Linked DNA regions of Mus musculus: all the other regions are linked to region 1. Evidence: chromatin contacts called from public Hi-C data. All regions are on one chromosome and are shown on one strand. Each heading gives the region's core, a stretch centred on a gene start, on an enhancer-like site or on the middle of the called end of the contact. The rest is flanking DNA. Distances are from core to core; before and after follow the strand shown. Region 1 overlaps Dscaml1 (DS cell adhesion molecule like 1). Region 2 has its middle 19 kb from the start of Tmprss13. Region 3 overlaps Tmprss13 (transmembrane protease, serine 13). Region 4 overlaps Dscaml1 (DS cell adhesion molecule like 1).

The links. A called contact is a pair of places that touch in the nucleus more often than the background predicts.
Region 2: a Hi-C map of cerebellum shows a contact between it and region 1, with 3 times the contacts expected there. The contact joins two enhancer-like sites. A contact is called at or near these places in 3 of 39 promoter capture datasets (cranial neural crest, embryonic stem cells and second pharyngeal arch cranial neural crest), 1 of 15 datasets of contacts at CTCF or cohesin (embryonic stem cells), 40 of 484 Hi-C or Micro-C datasets (the AtT-20 cell line, the HL-1 cell line, the N1E-115 cell line and 20 more), 5 of 115 datasets of contacts at active chromatin or transcription factors (astrocytes, embryonic basal ganglia, embryonic stem cells and 2 more) and 2 of 9 other capture datasets (adipose tissue and pancreatic islet).
Region 3: a contact with region 1 is called in a Hi-C map of cerebellum, with 2.2 times the contacts expected there. The contact joins two enhancer-like sites. A contact is called at or near these places in 4 of 484 Hi-C or Micro-C datasets (the N1E-115 cell line, cerebellum, muscle stem cells and 1 more).
Region 4: a contact with region 1 is called in a Hi-C map of forebrain, with 4 times the contacts expected there. The contact joins two enhancer-like sites. A contact is called at or near these places in 1 of 484 Hi-C or Micro-C datasets (forebrain) and 3 of 115 datasets of contacts at active chromatin or transcription factors (embryonic basal ganglia, oligodendrocyte precursor cells and stem cell-derived neural progenitor cells).

Annotation. Positions count from the first base shown.
Region 1 is chr9:45,738,524-45,742,381 of GRCm38.p6, reverse strand. Dscaml1 (DS cell adhesion molecule like 1) reads right to left here. Exons shown (of 33, transcript NM_001081270.2): 21 at 1,749-1,902; 22 at 149-266. Among named protein-coding and RNA genes, the nearest start is that of Cep164, 88 kb to the left of the region's middle. Within about 2 kb of position 1,996, at least 49 of the 459 cell types and tissues checked have an H3K27ac peak or open chromatin away from gene starts, as enhancers often do. A contact at or near this core is called in the AtT-20 cell line, the N1E-115 cell line, cerebellum and 3 more, where this site is marked.
Region 2 is chr9:45,298,578-45,302,435 of GRCm38.p6, reverse strand. No RefSeq gene overlaps it. Among named protein-coding and RNA genes, the nearest start is that of Tmprss13, 19 kb to the left of the region's middle. Within about 2 kb of position 1,780, at least 318 of the 459 cell types and tissues checked have an H3K27ac peak or open chromatin away from gene starts, as enhancers often do. A contact at or near this core is called in the AtT-20 cell line, the N1E-115 cell line, cerebellum and 2 more, where this site is marked.
Region 3 is chr9:45,344,836-45,348,693 of GRCm38.p6, reverse strand. It overlaps Tmprss13 (transmembrane protease, serine 13), which reads right to left. Exons shown (of 13, transcript NM_001013373.2): 11 at 3,638-3,780; 12 at 3,316-3,468; 13 at 1,113-2,702. The coding sequence ends at 2,676. Among named protein-coding and RNA genes, the nearest start is that of Fxyd6, 23 kb to the left of the region's middle. Within about 2 kb of position 2,108, at least 6 of the 459 cell types and tissues checked have an H3K27ac peak or open chromatin away from gene starts, as enhancers often do. A contact at or near this core is called in cerebellum and muscle stem cells, where this site is marked.
Region 4 is chr9:45,470,058-45,473,915 of GRCm38.p6, reverse strand. All of the region lies in intron 3 of Dscaml1 (DS cell adhesion molecule like 1), which reads right to left. Among named protein-coding and RNA genes, the nearest start is that of 4833428L15Rik, 41 kb to the right of the region's middle. Within about 2 kb of position 2,000, at least 33 of the 459 cell types and tissues checked have an H3K27ac peak or open chromatin away from gene starts, as enhancers often do. A contact at or near this core is called in forebrain, where this site is marked.

The DNA of each region.
Region 1 (3,858 bases), core at 747-3,246:
AGTTGGGGGGTGGGGAGAAGCAGTGGCTTGGATACTGCTATGAGCAGTGTCATACGCCCTGTAGGGCCACCGCAGGGCACAGTGATGATGGCCAAGCAGCTCTCTGTCTCTCTGGAGCCACACCACTCCTTCAGGGTCAACCACCTACCTGTCCTTGGTCCACTTCACAGCCGGGGCTGGATCTCCTACTGAATTGCAAGGCAGCCGGACATCTTTCATCCAGGGTGTTGTTACAGTGCCTCCAAATGAGATGATCTTTGCTGGGGCTATAGAGAGGAGAACATGAGGGTCACCCTGCTTTTTATCCTTCATGTTCCCCCTAACCCCATTCACATTGCTCCCTGAATTGACAGTCCAAGTCAGGGGAGAATTTTGGATAAACTGGCTGCTTTGGTGGAGGTGGTCCTGTGACAGAATGGGGACAAGGACCGATGGGACCCGAGGTCTGCTGGTTCTGAAGAAGATGGTGGGTGACAAGGATTCCAGGCCATCTAGGGAGTGATGGCGTTCTAGCAGGGGCAAGGCGCACAGGAGAAGGGCATTTTGGGTAGGAGAGGATATGTGTATGTGTGTGTAAGTATGAATTTGTGTGAGTTTGTGTAAGTATGGCAGAGGTGCTCAACCTTACGGGATAGCTGTGTTTGTGTAGGAATGGGTTGTATTTGATGCTCACAGGGGCAGGGGACAGACTTCTGCCAAGAGCTCAGGACCTAGGGCCTTGTCCTGGGAAGGGGGAAGACTCTAGGCTCCTTTGCTTCTGAAGGAGGTGAGATCTGGAGAAAGGATAGGTGGTACCCCGAGAAGGAGGTAAGGAGGTGAGGATGTGGAGACAGTGATATGCAAGGAGCTCTGACTCAGAGCTGCAAGGCTCAACACGGCACATCTCAGCTGTCTGGGATGGCCAGGCCGTGCAGCTGGATGGAAGGCTGCAAGGGTGAGCCCATGGCTTACCATGGACCCTCAGGTGGAGGCTTGCTGGCTCTGTCTCTGTGGACAACAGGGAGGCTTCTCTCCTTCCAAGGCAAGCCAGGCCTGGGAGAGTCAGGTGAGCTTGGGATTGATTGGGGAAGGGAAGGGGCAGGGCAAGAGGAAGGTGCCTAGAGGCTGGAGATACTGGAAGACTTGAAGCTTACTGTTGCCAGTTCTTCTGCCCCTTGGCCAAGACAGACAAGAGGCCATTGTTCCATTGTGTGAGTGATACTGAGTTTTGGGTAGGACCTCAGAGCTATCATTCTCTTCAAAGATTGGGAATACCTATGGGCAGTCCCTCATGCCCAGATCAGGGATCAGTGAGGCCTGCCCTGAGAAGGTCTTGTTCCCCAGCCTGCTGGCGGGTAAAGGAGCACTGAGCCTGCACTTTCTGGTTGCAGCATGAGGCTTTCTCTGGAGTCCCAAAGGCCCCATGGAAGCATCCATGTATCCCATATCCTGAGATGCTCCTCATTCAGGAGCTGAGTGCTAAGACCAAGGCTCTGCTGTGGATGGGGGCTGGAGGGGGAATCTCAAGTCAGAGGAGAGTTAACAGTATAGCCCTCAAGCAAGGGCCTGATTGTAGCTTGTTGTGTGACTTTTCCAGAGTCAGGGGGCAGCAGAGGGTTATTCTTTGGTGGATGCAGAAGGGAGACTACTGGCCATCTCCCCACAGCCAAAGTACTGGGGAAGGGACGCAGCACCTATTTGGGAGGAGCCAGAATTCTGCAAATGAGCTTCTGGAAGCTTCTATCAGACCCTAGGCACAGGCTTCTCACCCTTGCCAGCAGGTTCAATGGTGACCTTCTCGCTGCTGTTCCCCCTGCCTGCAGAGGTGACCGCAGCCACCCATAGCAAGTACTGCTGTCCCCGGTTCAGGTGGGCGATCCGGTAGAAGAGCTGTTCAGGACTGGTCTCGTACTCGCTGGGAGCCTGTGGGCGGAGACAAAGTCACACTATGAAACAGAAACCGTGCCTTGGCCCCTTGCCTGCCATTGTCCTTGGTGTCCTTGGACAGGATCTGTCCAGCACGCTCTTTCCCAGCCTGAGAAAGGCAGTGGACAGTACTGTGCTGGGCTCAACCCCGGGAGCTGATGGAGCTAGTCCTGCAGTATTTGTAGGCCAACCTTGGTACCCCTCTCGGTTATATAGGCTTTAGTAGCTGTGGCTACAGGCCAACACATATGGGTATTTTGAGTAAATGATGAGAGGCAGTCAGAGAAAGGAGAATGAGGGACTTGGGGTCCCAGGAAGACCACATGCAAAGAGAAAGGTTCTGTGGAGAAGCCAAATGACTGCCTTTGCCTTGTTAGGGCTGTAGCCAGCCCTCCAGCCTGTCCCCTGCCTAGTCACCTCCCCGCCCTGCCACCTAATTACACTCTTTCCTTCTCAGGATGGGGTAGAGAGGCAGTGGGGAGAGTTGTACTGGGCAGTACTTTATTAGTGATTATTAGTAGTATGGATCGCTATATATATTTGTAGGTTACATAAATCTATAACATTTTTTTAACCAAATGACAGTTTTGACAAGTTGCCAACAAAACAATATCAGATCCCAGTGGTTTCACCAGTTGCTTTGATGAAAAGATTATGTTGCCTTGGAAACCAGAGGCTCAGATATTGAAATGAATTTGAGAAGGCGCTTTTGATAAGCGCTAGTTTGTAGCCCTCCTGTCAGCCTCTTCCTTGGCATCGGCCGGATGGGGCTGACTTTCATTTTATTTTATTTTATTTTTTTGGCCAGCCGCAGGGAATGGGGGAGAGGAGAGCACTAGGGCCCCTCTGAGATCAGGGCGCAAGTCCAAGGAGGGGGAACAGTTCCTGGAACAGATGGGGGCCCTGAGGCCAGAGGGAGCTGGTAATTAGTTATCTCTGCAGTCGTGAGATCTTGCAACACAGGCTCTCCTGCACATGGCTGTGCGGATGCACACATGTGCTGAGAGATAGATGTCACCGAGGGACATTCTCCATGGCCAATGGGAGAGCTGAAGGACCCAAGGACTTGTAACAGGACAAAAGGAACGTCCTTTTCTTGGCCTCAGGCTGTCTGCAGGGAAATGATGGGAGAAGGTACATATATCCTTATAATGTGAGCAGGTATCTCATCACCGTCCTTCCTGCCTTCCCCAGGAGGGGTGGGCGAGTGATGCTGTGACTAACCTTGTGCACAGTTCCTGTTGGGGACAGGTGCAGAGCCACTCTGAGCCCTTTTGGGCTAGGGCATCTGGGGACTGGTGAGTTCACGACAGTGCAAGACTGGAGGGCGGTGCCATGCCCAGGGTGCTTGCTGTCCTTACCAGGCAGGGAACCCGTGTGGCCTGAGCTCTTCCTCCCAACAGATTGGGGAGCTTAGTTCTTTTGCAAATTAGGAATCTACAACCTTGTCTCTTCTGGGCTGTGACGCTGAGTCACCCAGAGGCAAGGAGTGCACAATTCTTTGAAAATTAGAGTGCAGTTCTCTGTGCTCATTTTCTGTGGGTGTAGAGGTGTGTGTTTGTGTGTGTGTGTCTCTGTGTATGTCTGTGTGTGTCTGTGTGTCTGGGTGTGTGTGTATGTGAGTGTGTGTGTGTGTCTCTGTGTGTCTGGGTGTGTGTGTGTGTGTCTGCGTGTGTGTCTCTGTGTGTGTGTGTATGTCTGTGTGTGTGTGTGTCTCTGATGGAGTGTGTCTCTGTGTGTGTGTGTCTCTCTCTGTGTGTGTCTCTGTGTGTGTGTGAGTGTGTGTGTGTCTCTGTGTGTGTGTGAGTGTGTGTGTGTCTCTGTGTATGTCTGTGTGTGTCTGTGTGTCTGGGTGTGTGTGTCTGTCTGTGTGTGTGTATGTGTGCACACATGCATGCTTGTGTGTGCATATACATATATGTGCAGGTAGATAGTAAGTGCATTGTGCTTGTG
Region 2 (3,858 bases), core at 531-3,030, 440 kb after region 1:
GGACAGAGGCCAGGTCCACTTTAGCTTTCCTTATTGAATCTCATTATCAGGTTTTTGGTTTTTTTTTTGTTTTTTGTTTTTGTTTTTGTTTTTGTTTTTGTTTTGTTTTTTTTTTTTTGTTTTTTGTTTTTTTTTTCAAGACAGGGTTTCTCTGTATAGCCCTGGCTGTCCTGAAATTCATTTGGTAGACCAGGCTGACCTCGAACTCAGAAATCCGCCTGTCTCTGCCTCATTATCCGTTTTAATAGTAAAGTAAGCCCAAAAGATGGCATCGGATTGGTAAAGGATGAGATCTCCAGCCTCAAACTTAGGAAGCTGCCTGTACAGACGGCTGGGCTTGAGCAAGCCTTGTATCCGGGTATTTTTGGTAACCACCTCCTCCTTCCCCCTCTGGCCCTGGTCAGCTATCAGCATGCACATTCACACCGCCTACCCTCGCCTTGAACTGGAAAGTACACAATGGGGTACAGTGGCATGGCCCCTGTTAGCATTCCTTCTAGGCTCCGCCCAACAGTTACCTAGCAACAGCCAGGTAGGCCTGGCTTGTTCTTAAAGACTTTGTTTGGTCGCTCCTTGCTCACTCTGCCCCCACCCCTGACTCTCTTCTCTCGCTGACCCCTTTCTCCTTCTCCCTCTACCCCCTGTCTTTCTCTGTCTCTACTCCCTTCCCAACCCCCCTTCCCACGCATAAATAAACTCTGTCCACACTATACCTGTCCTATGGCTGGTACCTCAGAGAGAAGGGATGTCACAGCACAGGCCCACCAAGGCCCCCTCCCACTGTACCATACTTGGTTCTATCAAACATATCCTGGCTCTCTTTTATAAAGCACAACAGCTACTGTGTAGACAGAGGTGCAGACTCAGTGTTGCACAGATGGCAGGTATCTTGGACGTCTCAATACTGATTTTTAGGCCTTGCATTCCTCTATTACGAGACTGCAGCCCAGTAGGATATAATGATGGAGTCGTAGTCCAGTAGGACCCAAACTGCTCTGTTAGCAATGGGGGTGGTAAAGGCCTTGCTATGGGGATTCTCTGTACCACTTCCTGCCTAAGATATGATGCTGGGAGTAGAGCTGCTGAGTACCCTCACAGCCAGCCCAGGCACCTCCCCTCCCTGCTCCAGTGACCTTTGTCATCGTTAATATCTATGATGTGTAGGACTTGCTAGGCAAGTAACTACCTCATTGGCGATGGCCTATGGTTTCTTCTTCCTCCACCTCCTCCTCCTCTTCTTCCTCTTCCTCCTCCATCCTCTGCTTCTTCCTCCTCCCCCTTTATTATCACCACCATCATCATCAGATCTTTACCAAACAGGCCAGTGGTCCAGATATTATGCTGAGTGTTGGGGAGGGATGTTCATGAGATAAAAGTGATTAATGAGATATGACCAGCACATGCTACATTCCACAGTCAGGGAGATAAGATATGGACTCAGTCTGTAGGGCAGTGTGTCATAAATGCCAGGCACAGGGTGAAGTTGACTAGTGATGCCTGGTTTCAGAGGAGAGAGAGCATGCGCTAGAACTGTGAGCGAGGCTGGGCTGGGCTGGCTTAGAGTGTTTTCCACTCTGTCATCCATTTACTTCACGTTGTTCCGTGCAGGGATCAGTCAGATGCTCTCACGACATTGCCCAGATACAAAAGAACCCGGACTGGACTGATGATGAGTGAAGAGTGGGTACTCCGTGAATGAAATGAGAAGCCCACTTCCTCTGCACCCAGTGCCTGATGTAACGTCGTGCAGCCTGGGTCGCAAGCGGAAGAACCCCACCTGCTGAAGTCATCCCTGCTGAGTCATTTCCGGGGAAGTGACTTGGAGAATCTGCACGCTCGCGTGAATGTCCTGCCTTCCAGTTTCTGTCTTCGGGCGCCACCTAGTGACAGCATTCGGAAAAGCTCTCTGCTCCTTCCACCTCCTGGCTACCCCCAGTACCGGTTTTCCTCAGTTGCCTCATACCCTGTAGCTCCCAGTACGAGACACCCCTCTTCCCAGTCCACTTCCTCTATAATTTTCTCACTTTGACCTTTTCCCTGAGCATCCTCTTGAAGAAACATCATCTTGTCATCTTCACGGACTTTTCGGAGTTCTCTAAGGGATCCTTTCTAAATTAATTCAGTGCTTTGCCAGTGAGGTGTTGGGGAAGCCGATGCCACTCTTCAGGTCCCTGAGACTTAATGCTTCCCAATGTTGCCTCTAGATCTGCATCCTCTTCATGTGTCCCCCTTTTCTGTACCACTTGGTATACCACACTAGACCAAATTAGAGTGTCCTGGTGGCACATATCTGTTTGGGTGTCCTGGGGTATGCAGATTGGCAAGAGCCATGCTCTCAGGAGATGTGACAGAGGGAGGCAGGTGAGGACTCACAAATTAACTAATGGATGTAACAATGAATGATCCAGAGGAAACAAAGTGGTTAGCTGAAAGTAGAAGAATCTATGTGGTGATGGGAATGGTAAGAAGGTTTCAGAGGAAGACAACAAAGAGGGGGCTGGAGAGATGGCTTAGTGCTCAAGAGCACTTGTTCTTACAGAAGACCCAGGTTCCATTCCCAGCAGCCATACGGTGGCCCACAACTGTTCATAACTCCAGTTCCAGGAGCTCTGGCACCCTCTTGTGGCCTCTGTGGGCATTACGCCCACTAGACATACATGCAGGCCAGGCACTCATACACTTAGAAAAACAAACCAATGAGAACAGTGAGGACGGAGGGGGAAGAAGTGAACAGTGAGTCCCTTTGGGGTTGATGCGCTACCATGAGACCCTTGGGGCAAGGTGGTCAACATGACTTTAAAGGTAGCAATGTCCTTGTGTATGCTGGAGTGTAGGTCCCCGAGACAGGCACGCTGGCTTCTCCTTGGACCTTCGTTTTCAGTGGATTGATTACATACATAAGGGAGTTTTTACTCTTTCACTTGGCTTCTCTGTTGGTTTGGGTGGGAATCAAAGAGAGAACTGAGAGTGGCACCCAGAGACCGGAGCAGAGAGCAGCTGTTTGAAAACAGAAGTGCAGAGTGAACTCACACAGGGCTCCCTTGGAAGTCCCTCCGGAGAAGACTCAGATGACATCACCTCCGGGGCCGAGCTGAGCTCATCTCCTGGGACTCTCAAAGAGCAGGGACTGCTACCAAAAGATGGGGGGGGGTCACAGTCCTGTCACAGTCTCTACCCCAAGAAGACAATAGATAAATAGATCTACCCAACCAGACCAATAGAGAGAACCAGAAAGGAGATTTGCTCATTGTGGTCACATTGGGAAGAGGCAGATCCAGTGACCACTTCAAGTCCATCTCAGAACCCTAAAGTGAAATTGAAATTTAAACAGAGGGCTAGGAACTTGCATATCTAAGCAGTCCTGGTCAGAACGCCCACTGATCCATTATTGTCTGGGCTTCATTCCGTTTCATGAGGTGATCTGAGAAGCTGTGAGTGTCTTTCTGGGAAACAAGTACTCTCTCACTCCCAGCCAGTTTGATAGTCAGGTCAGGAGATACCTAGTTCTTCCAGGCCTGTTACTGGAGAATGGCTGATTTCTTGGATTAACCTTCAGTGCACTCACTGTGCCCTTTAGGATTGGCCTTTGGGTATCTCAGGCTGCCCTGGACCCCAGGTATCACTGTGATGCCCTCTTGATAGTTGAGAGAGGCTAGAAGATACCCAGTAACTTGCTGAAGATCAGAGGGTTCTGAAGAGGGCGAGGAGGGTTTGACTCTGCGCTGGCACCTGAACCACACGTGAAACACTTGGGTGAATTTTAAGGTGGATGCTTGTCCAACCCCCGATGCCAACATCCAGGTGTGAATGGAAAATACTTCCTTGTTTCTTTCAATTCCCATCATAGCTATTCCTGTG
Region 3 (3,858 bases), core at 859-3,358, 390 kb after region 1:
TGCACCAAAAGCAGACAAGAGGGCCGTGACAGTCACACAATGGAAAGACCTAGGTCCTGGAAAGCCCACGTGAGAGAAAGCCTCCAGCTGAGGGAGCACCCCAGGGACCTTTTAATGGATGAGAACCACACTCCATTGGAGAGATACGCACACTTTGCTTATGGAAAAAAAAAAAAAAAAAAAAAAAAAGGAATCCAGTAGCCACAGCCCCTGCCATCCTTATGCCTTCTTGAGCAGATGAAGCAAGAAAAGAGTCAGAGGAAGGATCACCTGGGCATCGATGAGAGATGCAAATGACATAGATGTAGCATCGGCCAGGCACATGCAGACCTGGAAAATGCTGGCTGTGGCAACAGGGATGCTCAAATGTGGCAGTGGTGCTGGACAGCCATTAGTGGAGACATATCTGTTACAGCTAGTGTAGTAATGCTGGTTCAGCAGTGGTGAACACCATTAATCCCAGCAGAGACAGATCGATCACTGAGTTCAAGGCCAGCCTGGTCTACAGAGCTAGTTCCAGGACAGCCAGGGCTACAGGGAGAAACCCTGTCTCGAAAAATAAACAACAGCAAAAGTTAGGGAGAAGCATGGAGGAGTAGATCTTGTAGAAAAGGCCACCGACGCATCCCTCTTGTAAAGAACTAGGTCATCACTGGGGCTTATAAGCACCCTTCTTGCTGAGATAACAAAGGCAGAGGCAGAGGACGAGGGGAAACGTCTGACCCTAGAGTGCCTGCCCCATGCCACATCTACTTTAGGAATGTTCACTTCCTCTTTAAAACTCACTTCAAACTTCTCCTCTCTGGATGAGGCCGGTGGCTCATATGTCCATGTTCCAAGTGTGGTACCCACACTTAAGCATCCCTTCCATCACAAAGACTAGAGAGTGCTGTACTGCTTGTGGATTGTCTGGACTTAGCATCAGTACCTGGCACCACTGAGCTCTGCTCTCATTGGGGAAGGAATCAAAGAACAGATGTGCAAATGGGTGAGCAGAAGCCAAAGATGAGAAAGTCAAGAAGAATCATGTCCAAGATGCCTGGGCACTGGGGCAGAGTGCAGGCCATCTTGATGTTTCTACCTACGTCATCAATGAAGCACCCAACAACTTCTTTGTGCCACACGATTTTATTATGGAAGCTCATTGCTGGGATCTTCTGCACACATGGATGCTGCCCGCCTCCTTCCCAGCCTTGAAGAGATTCCCTTGTGTCTCAGCCCTGTCTGATGCTGCCCAACCACTCCAGTGACCTCCAGCTTGCCTGAGCTGTCCTGAGCTGGTCTGATCTCCTTGAACTTGCCTCCGAGACTCAGTATCACAGAAGTCTGGTAGGCCCAAGGAAGGCTGAAGAGAGTGGAGCTGAGTAACAACAGGTAACCAAGAGAAAAGGCCCAGGGAAGACCAGGAGAATGGCCAACTGAGGCCACTCACAAGGGCTGTTTAGAAGTTCTGAGGACAGGTCTTGCATTCTCTTCATGGCCTTTTAAGTCAGTACAAAGTCAAAAGATGAAGGATGACAGAAGCAGACTTCATTGTCAGCCCTTGGGTGTAAACGATGCTGTATGTGTGGACTTCCTCAGAGGTCCCAGGAGGCGAACCAGGGCAGCACACACATCTTTATTTCTTCTGGCTGGCTATAGTCCTTGGAGGCTAGACCAGTATGCACTGGATTTTTCTGTCAACCCAAAGGAGGGTTTTCTTCCCTGAGTATTTCAAAGGTCCCTAGTCTCTCCACTGACCTGGAGGTGTCTGTCCTGAGGATTTCATCAAGGCACTTCACCTGATTTCATGAAGCCAGTAATATATCACAGGATGCTTCAGTGGTATAATATATTATAGGATGCTGCAACTCCCATGGGTCCCTTGGAGTTCATGAAGTAATTCATGTAAAAAAAAAAAAAAAAAAAAAAAAAACCTCCCAAGGTCCCTAGGATTTTTGGAGACGCCTTAAAGTTACATCTATTTCTATATTTTAAATATAAAAATAAAATTCATCCCAACAGCTTGTGACCAAAGGCACAGCAAGCCTGAGTCACAGTCATTACCTAGAGATGGGCAGCTACAGCAGAGCCCAGCTCTGGAGCCCACAGCAGCTGCAAGTGACAGAGAGGGCCGGATGCTTGCTCACAGATGGTAAAGGTTTTCCACGGAGGACAGATGGTCCGGGCACCGACAAGACAGCCCCTGACAAAACTTGCTGCTGTCCCAGCACAGCAATGGTGTTACTGGCTGTTGGGTGTCTGACCAATCCTGGCTGGCCTTCAAGTCAGAGTCAGAAGAGCGACAACTGCTGTTGTCATGTTCCAAGTCCTGCCCAGGCTCATTTTTGGCTCCACCTTCACACTTATGGACTCGTAGGAACACACCTGGTGCCCAAACTCTTAACTCCAGATCTCCAGCCTGGGATTCTGAGAAGAGCTGAGTTTTCCTGTTTTCTGAAGAATTTATAATAGTAACATACCACACCACACACACACACACACACACACACACACACACACACACACACACACGATGCAAACACATACACACCACATACACACTCTCCCAGAGACAGCAGACAGCAGAGGTGGAAGAAACAAAGGTGCCTGGTGGTCACTGGTCCAGATGCTGCAAATGGCCCATCCCTGTGCCCAGGATCTTCATAGCAGTCAGCAACGTGAGGAGGACATGGTTAAGATTTCCGGAATCGTACCTCACTCTGAGGAAGAGACCAGAAAACAGGGTAAGCGTGAAACACAGAAACTCAAGGACTAGAGAGACCAGGGCTTCCCGTACAGTCCAGCTGAATGCTAGTTAGCATCTTCTCTGAGAGAGAGGGAGTGCACTCCGAGGCTTATGGCAGGGCGGTCTGATGCAGTTTCCCTCTGACTCCTGTATCATCTTGCCCACAGAGAGAGGGAGGGTTGGCCTCAGCACTGGGCTTTACAGTTGTAGGCTGGAGAACAGTAAGGAAGCAGGGTTGAGCTGAGCTGAGCCAGCAGAGCAGATCCATCATTTCCTGAGGGGCAACTTTCATGCCATGGAAGGCAACCTCCTAGCACACTCTAGTGGTCATTTTGGATACCTTTGGGTATCACTAGGAGAGGAGAACTATATTGGTGTTGACAACATACCAAGGTTCACCCTTCTACAACACTGCCAGCTCTTTTCCAAGGGAGCAAAAGGAGGGAAAACTGACACCTTGGACTGATCGATCCCATGACTGACATCTAGTCCTGTCTTGGACATCCTCAAATGCACATAGCTCAGATGGTCTTTGTCTGAACACCCTCCACCCTCCTCCAGGTTCTATCCCTGAGCTGAGCGCTCACCTCCATCTTTCTGTAAATCCAGGGAAGTACTTCTGTCACTTTGGTGTACACACCAGGCTTGTTTTTCTGGCCACAGCCTGTGCCCCAGCTGGTGACACCTGCCAGGTACCAGCGATTGTTCTGCTCACAGACGAGAGGTCCTCCACTGTCTCCCTGCAAGGAAGAGCCAGAGGGTGAGTCGGTCTGGTGCAAAAGGGAGGGGGATGGGTCCAAGTCAGGAAAGAGCGGCTCTCTACTCTCTGACCTCCATATTGATCCTACCACTCCAACTTCTCCCACCTCCAGGGTCATGAGACCTGAGCCCCACCCACAAGGACCTCACCTGGCAGGAGTCCCTCCCTCCTCGTAGATCCCCGGCACACATCATCCTTGGGGTAAGGTAGCTGTCATAGACCAAGTAGTCATTGCACTTCTTGAAGTCAATGAGGTTGACCTGAACCTCTCGGAGGAAGGGAGATGTCTTCTCTTCAGTGAGGTGAACGTGAGGAGAAAGGATAGGAAGCCAATGAGATTGTGAAAGGCTTCACACCCATCAGCCGCACC
Region 4 (3,858 bases), core at 751-3,250, 270 kb after region 1:
GACGGAATCCAAGCCACCACTTGATTATTTTCATTGTGAGAAAAGTCACAAGGACAGTGAGCTGCCTGTCTTCCCCATAACAACTCCATCCCTTGGTCCTCATGAAGTAAGACTGGTTCCTCCTTAAACATTGGAAGAAGGAATGGACAGAAAGAAAAGAAAACAAGCATTTTCTCCAGTTCTTCTCACCTCTGGCCACTCAGCTGGATCACATCATAAGACCTGATTTTCCTTGGCTGCCTCCTATGAACACTCAGGTGAGGTAGTTTCAGCCCTCTCTGGTTTGCAGCACACTGAAGCTATGGATTGGCAGGAGCCAGGACTGTAACAGCCCAGGTGAGCTGGTACCTAAAGCCAGGACCTAGATACCTTACTGATTTAAAGTTAGGGACAACCAACCACAGAGGGGACAGAAAAGAATCTGCATCTCATGTTCTTTATCTCTGTACATCAAGCAGGGTTGGCTAACTCCCAAAGTATCAAGATGGATACCAAACCGTCCCAAGGAGGATCTGTCCTGACTAAAGGAACAGGCTCTCCAGACCAGAGCTAGGAAGCTGAGGTCCTACAGCCTTCACCTCACATACACACACCTTGTTAGCCCTGCTGAACTCCAAGGGAGGGGTCCTGGAGTCTTCCTCTACCTGCTCTCACAGAGGCCCACTGTGGCTAGATGGGGAAGGTGGAGACTCAGAACTAAACTCCTCTGTCCTGTCCCCTGGAGGCTGGTCTTGTCTGGGACAGATCCAGTGTGAACAGGGATGAGTGTTTGGAGACATGCGGAAGGCAGCGGCTGAAGAGGAACTGTGCCTTCCCAGGTAAAACAATTACACCCAAACAAACAATCTGCAGCCTGCCTCTCCCATTCAGTGTGTGTGTGTATGAGAGAGAGAGAGAGAGAGAGAGAGAGAGAGAGAGAGAGAGAGAGAGAGAGAGAGAGTGTGTGTGTTTTCTGCCAGAAGCAGCTATGTTTCACTGAGGGAGGCAGGCCTTGTATGAGTACCTAAGTCTGGGCCAGGGTCAGGTAAGGGTACAGGACGTGGCTCTGCCACGCCCCTGGAGAGCTATGACTATTTACTATGACTAAATAAGAATTTTCCCAGTAGTCTTTGGGAAGGGCAGAATGGGAGGTCTGCTGACCTCCCTTTGGACCAAGACCATCTGCTTAGGATAAAATGGTGTGAGGTCTGGATCCCTGGCAAGATGCTGAGGCCCAAAGCAGCAATGAGCCCAGCATGCAGTTAGCTGGGATTCCTAATGGGCTAGAACCCAGCACAGTGGGGCTAAGCTGGATCTCCTGCAGGTCTACAGTGTACACAGCCTTAAAGCTCTGGGTGGAGGGGGCCCCTGGACAACAAGCAGAGCCACAGCTAAATCCCAAATACCAAGAAACAGGAGGCATCAAAATGCCTTGGGGGGTCCTATAAATGTAAGCGTGGTAGTCATGATTACAGTTAGTACCCTCACCTAGCGGGGTCCTGATTAGGGAGGAAACATGGACGTGGGAGAATAGAAAGACTCTATCATCAGCACTAGGAATGCCTGGATTTGATAGGGTTGATCAGAGGCATCCACCACCCCCATAGGCCCCATGACCACTCTGAGCTGGGGGAGGGGGTCAAAATGTTGATAAACAGTTATTTATATTTGAGACAGAATAATTCTCCGGCTGAGAGGAGGAGGAGTACTCAGAGGTCCCTATGCTCAGGCACTTTGCTATCCCTCCCTCTCTGGCTACATACATCACACTTCCTAGGATCAGCAGGTGAGCAAGTCAGGTAGAAAACTGGTGTCTTTTTTCTGGGCCCAGGGAAGGACAGGTTAGGAGATTGTTGTCCTTTGGCTATGTGGGAAGAAGGCTTAGTCCCCACCAGAACAGTGACTTAGGAAGGTGACAACACTGGAAAGACTTGTCATAGCTTGAGACGAGGGTGGTACCTGCTACACATCTGTCAGGCAGAGGAGGGGCGGATGGTGCTAATAAATATGCATGAAGCGTCTATAGGGCGTGTCTACTCTGCCAAACGCAAGGGCTGCGGAGTGCACGCCAGCCTTCCCCAGGGGTGGGTGAGGCACGTGTGAAAGAAACTGAGTGAAGTCCTGGTGCTCATTCTCACCACCCCCAACGACCCCACCCCTCACATCTATGATGTTTCCAAGAGAAAAGTTCTTGGTCTGGGAGGGAGAAGACTAGTTTGGTGAGATGACACAGCCAAGGGCTACCTTGAATGACCAACAGTTTCTTGTCGTTTATGGAAACCTTGATTAGCCTCCTAGATCAGTCAGACTTGCAGTAGAACTGGCCATTGGCAGCCCTTGCCCTCTGAGAGCTTATATTCTAGGAAATAGACTAGGCATAGAGAGAGGGAGGGAACCTCAGGTCACTCCGCACCTGAGCTGTTTCCTCCTTGCCTTTCGGTCAGGGCTTTCTGACCCAGGCTTCTCGGGGTTTTCTAGAGCATCTGGGGGGCAGCCAGCAGCAGAGGGCAAGAGTAGGGGCAGGGGTAGGAGTTGCCAAGCATGCGTGTTTGTGTGTGTTTGTGTGTGCGCAGGCGTGTTGTTGGCACGGACGTGACTCTGCATTCTCTAGGCCCGTAATGAGCCCTCATTGCAATGGGTTTGATGGAATAATTATATTCTGGAAAAACTGCAGGAAACTGCGTTCCACTTCTTAAAGGGCAGGATCATCAAACATTTGTGTTACATTATTTGCAGTCACACCTTCTGCTGCATCTGCTCCCTTAAAAAAAAAAATCTCCAACTCCAATCTGATCTGAATATATAAATCTGAATTATCACAGCAAAGGCAATACGCTCACACCTTTTTTCTTTTTCTTTTTTTTTTTATCTGTTGCCATGGTGATTAGATAAAATTCACGCCAAGTCTCCAGGGAAGGATGGAATTATTTCAGACAGTTTCTCACCCCTTTCCAGCTACTTCTCTCTGTAACAAGCCTGGGCACCATCTCTGGGCTTGGGCAGAGAGTCAGGCAAGGGAAGAAGGCTGTGATTCATGGGGAAGCTTTGGTCAAGTGAAAGAAAGTGTGCATCTTTCTGAGACACTTCTGGTGCCCAGCCAGGCCCTAAGCCACAGAGCCAGCTGTGTGTCCTCAAACCTACTGGCTCTGTAGGCCTGGAAGCCACCTGAGAGGAAAATCAGAGGCTCAGTGTGTGAGACATCAGTGCCCTTGTGCAAGGTCAAGGCAATGGGAGGTGCAGAAGTTGGCCTTGACCCTCTGCTTTGCTCTTTCCCAAGTGAAAGTCACCTCACAGGGAGATTTTCCTCAGAAAGTGAGAGGCTCGCCTCCCAGTACGGGGTCTGTGTCTCCCACTGACTATCCACTGGAGTCTCTGCAGGCTGAGAGTCTCAAAGGGGCTAATTATCGATGAATGTGATTTGTTAGCAGGTTTTATGGAAAGGACTTTATTGACCTAATTGCTATGTTAGCACCCTGAACTCTGCATGTGTGATTTTAAAGAAAGGGATCTCTGTGCCTCGCTTAAGCCTTCCCATTTTTATCCAAAGTCCTGGTTCCTGGGTGCGGGAGATGAGAGCCTCAGGGAACCAAGAACAAGGTCTGTAAAAGCTACTGCTCATTATTGAAGCCATTGCTGAGCAAGAGGGACAGCTTCGTCAGCCAAAACCTGCAGGGCGGGACAATAATCTGTATTTATTTACTTCGGTGGCTTGCACATTAGGGTCTCATTAATTGTCCCACGGAAGGGAAGGGAGGAGGTGTGTCAATTCAAGCCTGCCTCAACACATTTTACCAGATGAGACTTAAGAGAACTCTGGAAGCTGGGGAGCACGGTGGTCCTCTCAGGTGCTCAGCCCAGCACACGTCCAGGTCAGCGCAC